2 separate regions of the Mus musculus genome follow, and region 1 is linked to region 2. The links are chromatin contacts, called in public promoter capture Hi-C maps. All regions are on one chromosome and are shown on one strand. The core of a region is the stretch at or near the end of the contact, and the rest is flanking DNA. Distances in the headings are between cores, read along the strand shown.

Region 1 (3,127 bases), core at 493-2,992, 240 kb after region 2:
GGCAAAGCTCCAGGAGGGCCTTCTAAATGGGAGGACAGACTGAAATGACTGTTCTTACGGCAACACAGGACACAGAAAAGGACTATTTCACAACACCTGAGGCTCCCAGTAACTGAAATTCACTGGTTCTCTTTTGTCTACATTAAAAACCAGACTCAGCTGGGCGTGGTGGCACACGCCTTTAATCCCAGCACTTGAGAGGCAGAGGCAGGCGGATTTCTGAGTTCGAGGCCAGCCTGGTCTACAAAGTGAGTTCCAGGACAGCCAGGACTACACAGAGAAATCCTGTCTCGAAAAATCAAAACAAAAAAACCAAAAAAAAAAAAAAAAAAAAAAAACAACAAAAAAAACAAAAACCAAAAAAAAAAAAAAAAAAAAAAAAAAAACAAAAACAACAGACTCAAGATTCCAGGAACTTAGTTGTGAGAAGATGAGAGGGATCCAACAATACTTTCAACAGTGATAAAATGGTACCCAAACTGGTTGCTCATCGAAAAATGTAGCATAAAAGTCGCAGGAAAAAAATGTGAGCATAGAAACCACAGATAGAATCCAGGAAGATGATGCAGCCTGGATACAGCGCATTTAATGTCTCTGCTGTTCACAGAATCCACAGCCCTCCCCTCCTCAATCTTGTGCTGGCGGCGGATGTGCACGAGAAAGTGTGACTCTCAGAGTCAGTGAATAAAGAGGATGGATGGGCTCACAGATCTTCACAGCTCTTCTTAGAAAGGGCACTGACAACCTAATAAGATGGCAGGGCAGAGGGTGAGGCTGTTCACACTTTTAGTCTTTGGCAGAGCCCAACCAAGGCCAAATTCACCTAGGATGCCCAATGGCCGTGGGAATTTCCACAGGATCAAGGAAGCAAACCCAAATGAACATGTTGGTTTAAAAAAAAAATAGAAACCCTTGAAAGAAAGAGCTTTGCCCTGAAAAAGGAGAGGGAAGTTTGAGGGGTGGGCTGGAGGGAAGGTCCATATGATGAGCTCTGCTGCAGTGGCAGGACTGGCTTAGGAGTTTAGCCAAGGATGCCGGAGACACTCAGCAGCAGTGGCTCTCTTCTCAGGCATAAGCTCCAACATGGGCAGCAGGAAATCTGTGAAGCCGGCAGCCTCCTCCTGAGGCCACTCATATTTCTCCACCAGAACCTCCAGAAGACCCCAAGGCTTCAACTTGGTGATGTGCTTCAGGTCACCTGTGGGAGACAGCACAGGCTCAGACAGTCCCCACCTCTCATGGTGTGTTCAGGCATCCCAATGGCTCAACCTTCTACAGCTCAATACTCTAGCTGCTTCAAAATGAGGCAATGATTTACAAATAAAAAGCTAACAGCATGACAGACTTGTATAAGATCACCCACACAGCTAGCAGCTTGGCCTCACTCAGAAAGCTCAGTTCAACTGCTCCTTGGGCTGGATCTTTCCCCTTCTACAAATGGTGCTCGGTTCACACCAGCGTTTGTGAGCAAGGCAGCCTCCTAGCACTGAGGTGTGCCTTCAAGCCTGAAGTGACGGTTTTCAGGCTTTTGCTTGGGTCTTGCTTATATTGCCCATATTGACCTTCAAATCCTGGCTTTGGCCTTAGGCAGCTGGGACTGGGTCCTCTTCCCTGCCCGTACAAATAACTTAAAAGCAACCAGTTACTTACTAACAACTTCCCCAGGCAAGTGATAAGAACCTCCAAGTGAGGTGACTGGGGCACCATTGACTTTGCACACAAAAGGACCCTGGAGAGCACCTTTCCACCTTCTAAGGGTGACTCAGCATTGTCACAGCTGAGGAGAAGGCATGAGGCCTGACACACCAGAGCACATAGCTCTCTACATCGAGTGAGATTTATTTTCCATTTCAGTCTCAGCTTTGAGGTGTAAGAAACACAAAACCAAACACAGTTTTAAGTAGGGGTGGGGCACAGATATAAGTTCTAAGACAGCCTGAACACACGGAAGAAACCAACCAAAAGCCAAATAAACCCAAGAGTGTAGCTGAGCGGAGCATTTGTTCACACCATCCAGCACCTGCGAAGCCACACGAGGGTTCAGGGAGTCCTTCCTGCTTTCTGCAGGAGCTAGAGGACATGACCCAGATAGACTTACCTTCTTGTTTTAGACATTTTTATTCCTTTAATGGCTGGGAACAGACAGATTGGTTTTACCTTTTTTGGTGAAAAATTCCTTGGAGTATTTTCCTGCCACAATGAGCTTGCGAGGCACCTTCCCCAGAAGTTCTATGATCAGGGCGATGTGGTCTGCATACAGACATTTCAGAGGAAAGAACAGAGCAGAATGACAGAAGTGACTTTAGACACAGCATACAGAGCGGTGCACATACCATTCTGTAAGGCACTGCATACTTGCTTTCTGACCTAAAGCAGAAGAAACAGACAGTTTATCTAATGCAGGGTCCCCTCCAAAGACAAACACCTCAGCACTGCTCTCTCCACAGTGAGATCAAGAGTCAGCCTTGGTGTGAGAAGCTCTGCTCCCTCAAATTGTGTCCCTGAGCCTGTCTGTCTCTGAGAGCGAGCGAGGAAGTCCTGTGACCATTTCCAACTGTAGCCAAAGGGCCTTGGAAGCCTGCCTATCAGCTCTGCAGCAAGTGCCAGGGGGGCAGAGATAGGGGTGAGACAGCAGTGTCAAGGTGAAGGGAAGCAGCAAACAAGGCTTCCCACGAATAGCTTCAAGGATTAGCTGGTCAACGTGAGACCAAAGCAGAGCACAGTGTTCAGGAAGCCTGAGGCCCACAAGCGTGCTGCCTGACTGTGAGCTTCCTGAGCTTAGCCACACTGCAGCTGCTCTGGAAGCCATAACCAGGATGTAGCAGAGCAAATGCCACGTCAGCATGGCAGACCTCCACAACCGCTAAGTAAAGGACCACCAAGGGAGTGCTGACCAACTGCGAGGAGGGGCAAGCACACCACCGGCACCTTTTACATAGACACTGCACTCCTTAGCTCACACTTTCCCAGGCAAGCACTTCCTTACTGGCTTTGCCTCCTCAGTGCTATGACGACATCCTTGTCCCACCCAGCTTTACGCTGGCTGCATTTCTCCTGTTTTGGGGTCTCATACAAACCTAGAGCAGTACCAGAGGCCTTTGGTGCCAACAAACGATGCCAGTTACAG
Region 2 (3,050 bases), core at 397-2,896:
GCCAACCACTGGCCATTCTGTTCCCCAAAGTGCTAATTAGCATTAATTACAGTTCCCTCCCTGGAGGTGGGGAAGGCCTGGCTTCCAGCCCCTCCCTGAGGAGGGGGGTAATTCAGTCTCCTGTCCACTCTTGGCCCAAGGGATAAGTAGACAGACCCTCACCCTTCCCATGAAGGAAGAAAAGGCTTGTCAGACAACGGGGAAGACCAGAGTGGGAAGGGAAGACCGGATGCCCTCAACTGCTTTAACAAGTGTCAGGAGAAGGAGGTCTGGGGACTAGGAAGGGCAGAGGCATAGTCCTTACACCTTCAACTAATAGCTGCTTTCCCTCCTGGCAGCAGCCCGCAGCTGGTTGTGAGTGTAGGGGTGTCCCAGACCCCAGCACTGAGGCAAAACCCTGTGTGTACAGATCCAGGCTACGAGAGTTCAAATACACGGAGCCACCATGGACACCAGTCCCTCAAAGCTGTGTCCAGCCCCCACCGCCATCCTCCGGGCTAGGCTACAAGTCCAGGCCTGACTTGGTTCTGCCCCTACCTGGAGAGAGCTCGAGATACAGAGAGAGGGACACAGGCCCTGAGAAGCCCGGCCCTAGGCTTCGTTCGTTCCCTCTTGCTCTTTAAAAAACTAAGCCCTCAATCAGGGCCCCTGTTGGGGGGGGGGGGGGGGGCGGGTAGAGTAGGGGCTAAAGTGACACTGCCCCGAAGGCCTGCTGGGGCTAGAAAACAGACCCACATCAGCGCTCCAGCCTCCCTTCCCAGGCAGGAATAAAGACGTGACAGACAATGGAGAGGACCCGAGTGGGAAGGGAAGCCCTGTCGCCCACAATTGCCTTAACAAGTTCTCCGGAGAAGTGCGGGGAAGGCCCCAAATCCAGCCGCGTCCCGAGCGAGGCTCCTGGAGCAAGGAGCTGGGACTCGCCCCGAGGCGGGCGGCAGAACTGTAGGGGACAGGCGTCCCCCCACGCCTTTGGGTGCGCACACGCTCCGGGCTCACACTGTGGCTTCCAGACACCCGGGCCGGGTCCCAGCGCAGCCGCGAGCAGCGCGCACACCGGCGCGCCCTGGCTAAGGCCTGCGTGGAGCCCGGGGCTCGCGGGCTCTCGGGAGTCCAAAGGGCGCCCCGGATACGAGTCCCGGCGCAGGCCTTCCAAGCCCGCGGCTCTGGGCGCACACCCCGGCACACGGCGGGGCCAGGCCCGGGCACCCGGGACACTCCGGGCTTCCCAGCCTCCGGGTCGCGGGGGGGTGGGGTGGGTGGGCGGGGCTTCCCGGAGAGCGTCTCCCCCCTTCCCTCCAAAGTTCCCGGCACCCAGGTCCTGGGCTCCGGCGCGGGCTGGACAATAGCTCAGAACCCCTAGAGTGTCCCGGGTCCCCGCCATCCAGAAGCCACCCGAGCAGAGCAGTCACCTCTGCGCGCGAGGCCTCCGAGTTGCATTCCCCGGGCTTACCTGCTCCGAGCTCCGGGGGGCGCTCCGCCGGGCCGCTCCGCCGGGCCCGAGGGAGTAGTGAGGGGGGCCGGGAAGGGGGGTCGTGGGCAGGGGGATGGCCGGAATGTACGGAATGAGCCCGGCCGGAGCGGGAGGTGCTGGGCGCGGAGGAGGGAGCGAGCGGGACGGAAAGTTTGTGTTGAGGGAGCCGGGCGGGGGGTGGGGGCTGCGGGCGGGAGGGGCGGGACCGGTAGGCGGGGCCAACGGCGGGCGGGCCCACGGGTGGGCGGTGCTATTTGGGGGGAGTGATCTAAGGCGGGCCGGGGCCTGCTGTCTCTCTAACCACCCAGTCCCAAGAACGCCCGTAGCTGTGGATTCACACTCCCGCGCACCCCATTCCTCGCTCGTCGTCTCAGAGTTCCCACCTCCCCTACACAACCCCCTTGTGGGTACTCCGCTGAATCTAGAGGGATCAGGTCTGGGGCGGAGCCAAGAGGAGAGCTCTGCCCCCTAGGCTGAACTCCTTGGAGGTGTTTAGGGTCCTGGGGAGCCGCGTCCTCCGCATCCAAATGACCCGAGCGCGCACGGGGTCTCGGGCTCCCCACCCTTCTACTCGGGTCCCGGGCAGCCCAGGCCTCTGCAGCTCCCCTCCCGCCCAGAGCCCGCCCCCCACTCCGGGGCCTCAGACTTGGCTCCGCCCTGCCCGGACCCGGTTTGTCTGGTTCTCCCCGAGTGGCTTGTTTCTCGAATTTCTCCCTTTCTCCCTCTTCCTCTACCTCTAGGGCCCTCCCTCTCCTCCCTACTGGCGGAGAGTCGGGGGCCCGGACCCTGTGCGCTTGACGAGGTTCCATAGAACAGAAGGGGACGCGGGAGCGCGGGGCCAACGCAGGCACCTGAGTTTACACACATGAATCCAGAAACTACCGATGCGTTCAGCCTCGGACGTGACTTTATTGGGGATGTGGGTCCCTGGCTCTGCTTCACCATCGTCCCCTCCCCACCCCCTACAAACCCCCCAGCGCGGGGTCGGAGGGGCCTCGAACATCTGACTCCGGCTCTCTGACAGGAAGTGACTGGGGAGGAGGGGGCGAGGCAAGTACTTTTGGGCGACCAGATGTTCATCTCCATCCCCTCTGCCTCAGCCGGTGCCAGGCTGGGGGAGTGGAGGGGGGAAATGCCCGGAGGTCACGGAGAGGGGTGAGCCCTTCCATGGGAGCTGTGGGGGAGGGACCTTGCCACCCCCAACCGAATGCTTTCCCAGCGCTGAGGAGCTGTGGGGGGTCACTCGCAGGCCAGCTTCCCGTCGAAGCTGGAGAGGGCGATGGCGAAGGCCTGCAGAGCACACAGCGGGTACCGGTAGTCTAGGGTGAAGGCGTCCTCAGCCACGCGGCCGAACTGCAGCACTATATAGTCAGCTGTGAAGACAGACCGTGGGGTGACCTTGGACCCCATCTCGACAGGCAACCCCTCAACAAAACGAGGTCTTGCTCCTTGATGTGGAGTCATAGCCCCCATGCAGCTTCAGGCCACCTTCCCCGTTCTGGGTCATCCAATCAGCCCAACCCAGCCGCTACAGGGTCTGTCACACGGAGTCCGCAGGGCAGGGGCCCTGCGGGGTCTG

What was found. Promoter capture Hi-C pulls out the DNA fragments that hold promoters and counts their contacts.
Region 1: a promoter capture Hi-C map of the C10 cell line shows a contact between it and region 2, with 2.1 times the contacts expected there. The contact joins the enhancer-like site here to the promoter of Tead3 in region 2. A contact is called at or near these places in 1 of 39 promoter capture datasets (the C10 cell line) and 3 of 9 other capture datasets (adipose tissue, liver and pancreatic islet).

What each region holds. Positions count from the first base shown.
Region 1 is chr17:28,589,044-28,592,170 of GRCm38.p6, forward strand. Srpk1 (serine/arginine-rich protein specific kinase 1) reads right to left here. Exons shown (of 16, transcript NM_016795.4): 15 at 2,158-2,250; 16 at 545-1,198. The coding sequence ends at 1,014. Among named protein-coding and RNA genes, the nearest start is that of Lhfpl5, 15 kb to the left of the region's middle. Within about 2 kb of position 1,743, at least 35 of the 459 cell types and tissues checked have an H3K27ac peak or open chromatin away from gene starts, as enhancers often do. A contact at or near this core is called in liver, where this site is marked.
Region 2 is chr17:28,349,159-28,352,208 of GRCm38.p6, forward strand. Tead3 (TEA domain family member 3) reads right to left here and starts at 1,647. Exons shown (of 13, transcript NM_011566.4): 1 at 1,451-1,647. It overlaps Tulp1 (tubby like protein 1), which reads right to left. Exons shown (of 15, transcript NM_021478.2): 15 at 2,357-2,844. The coding sequence ends at 2,711.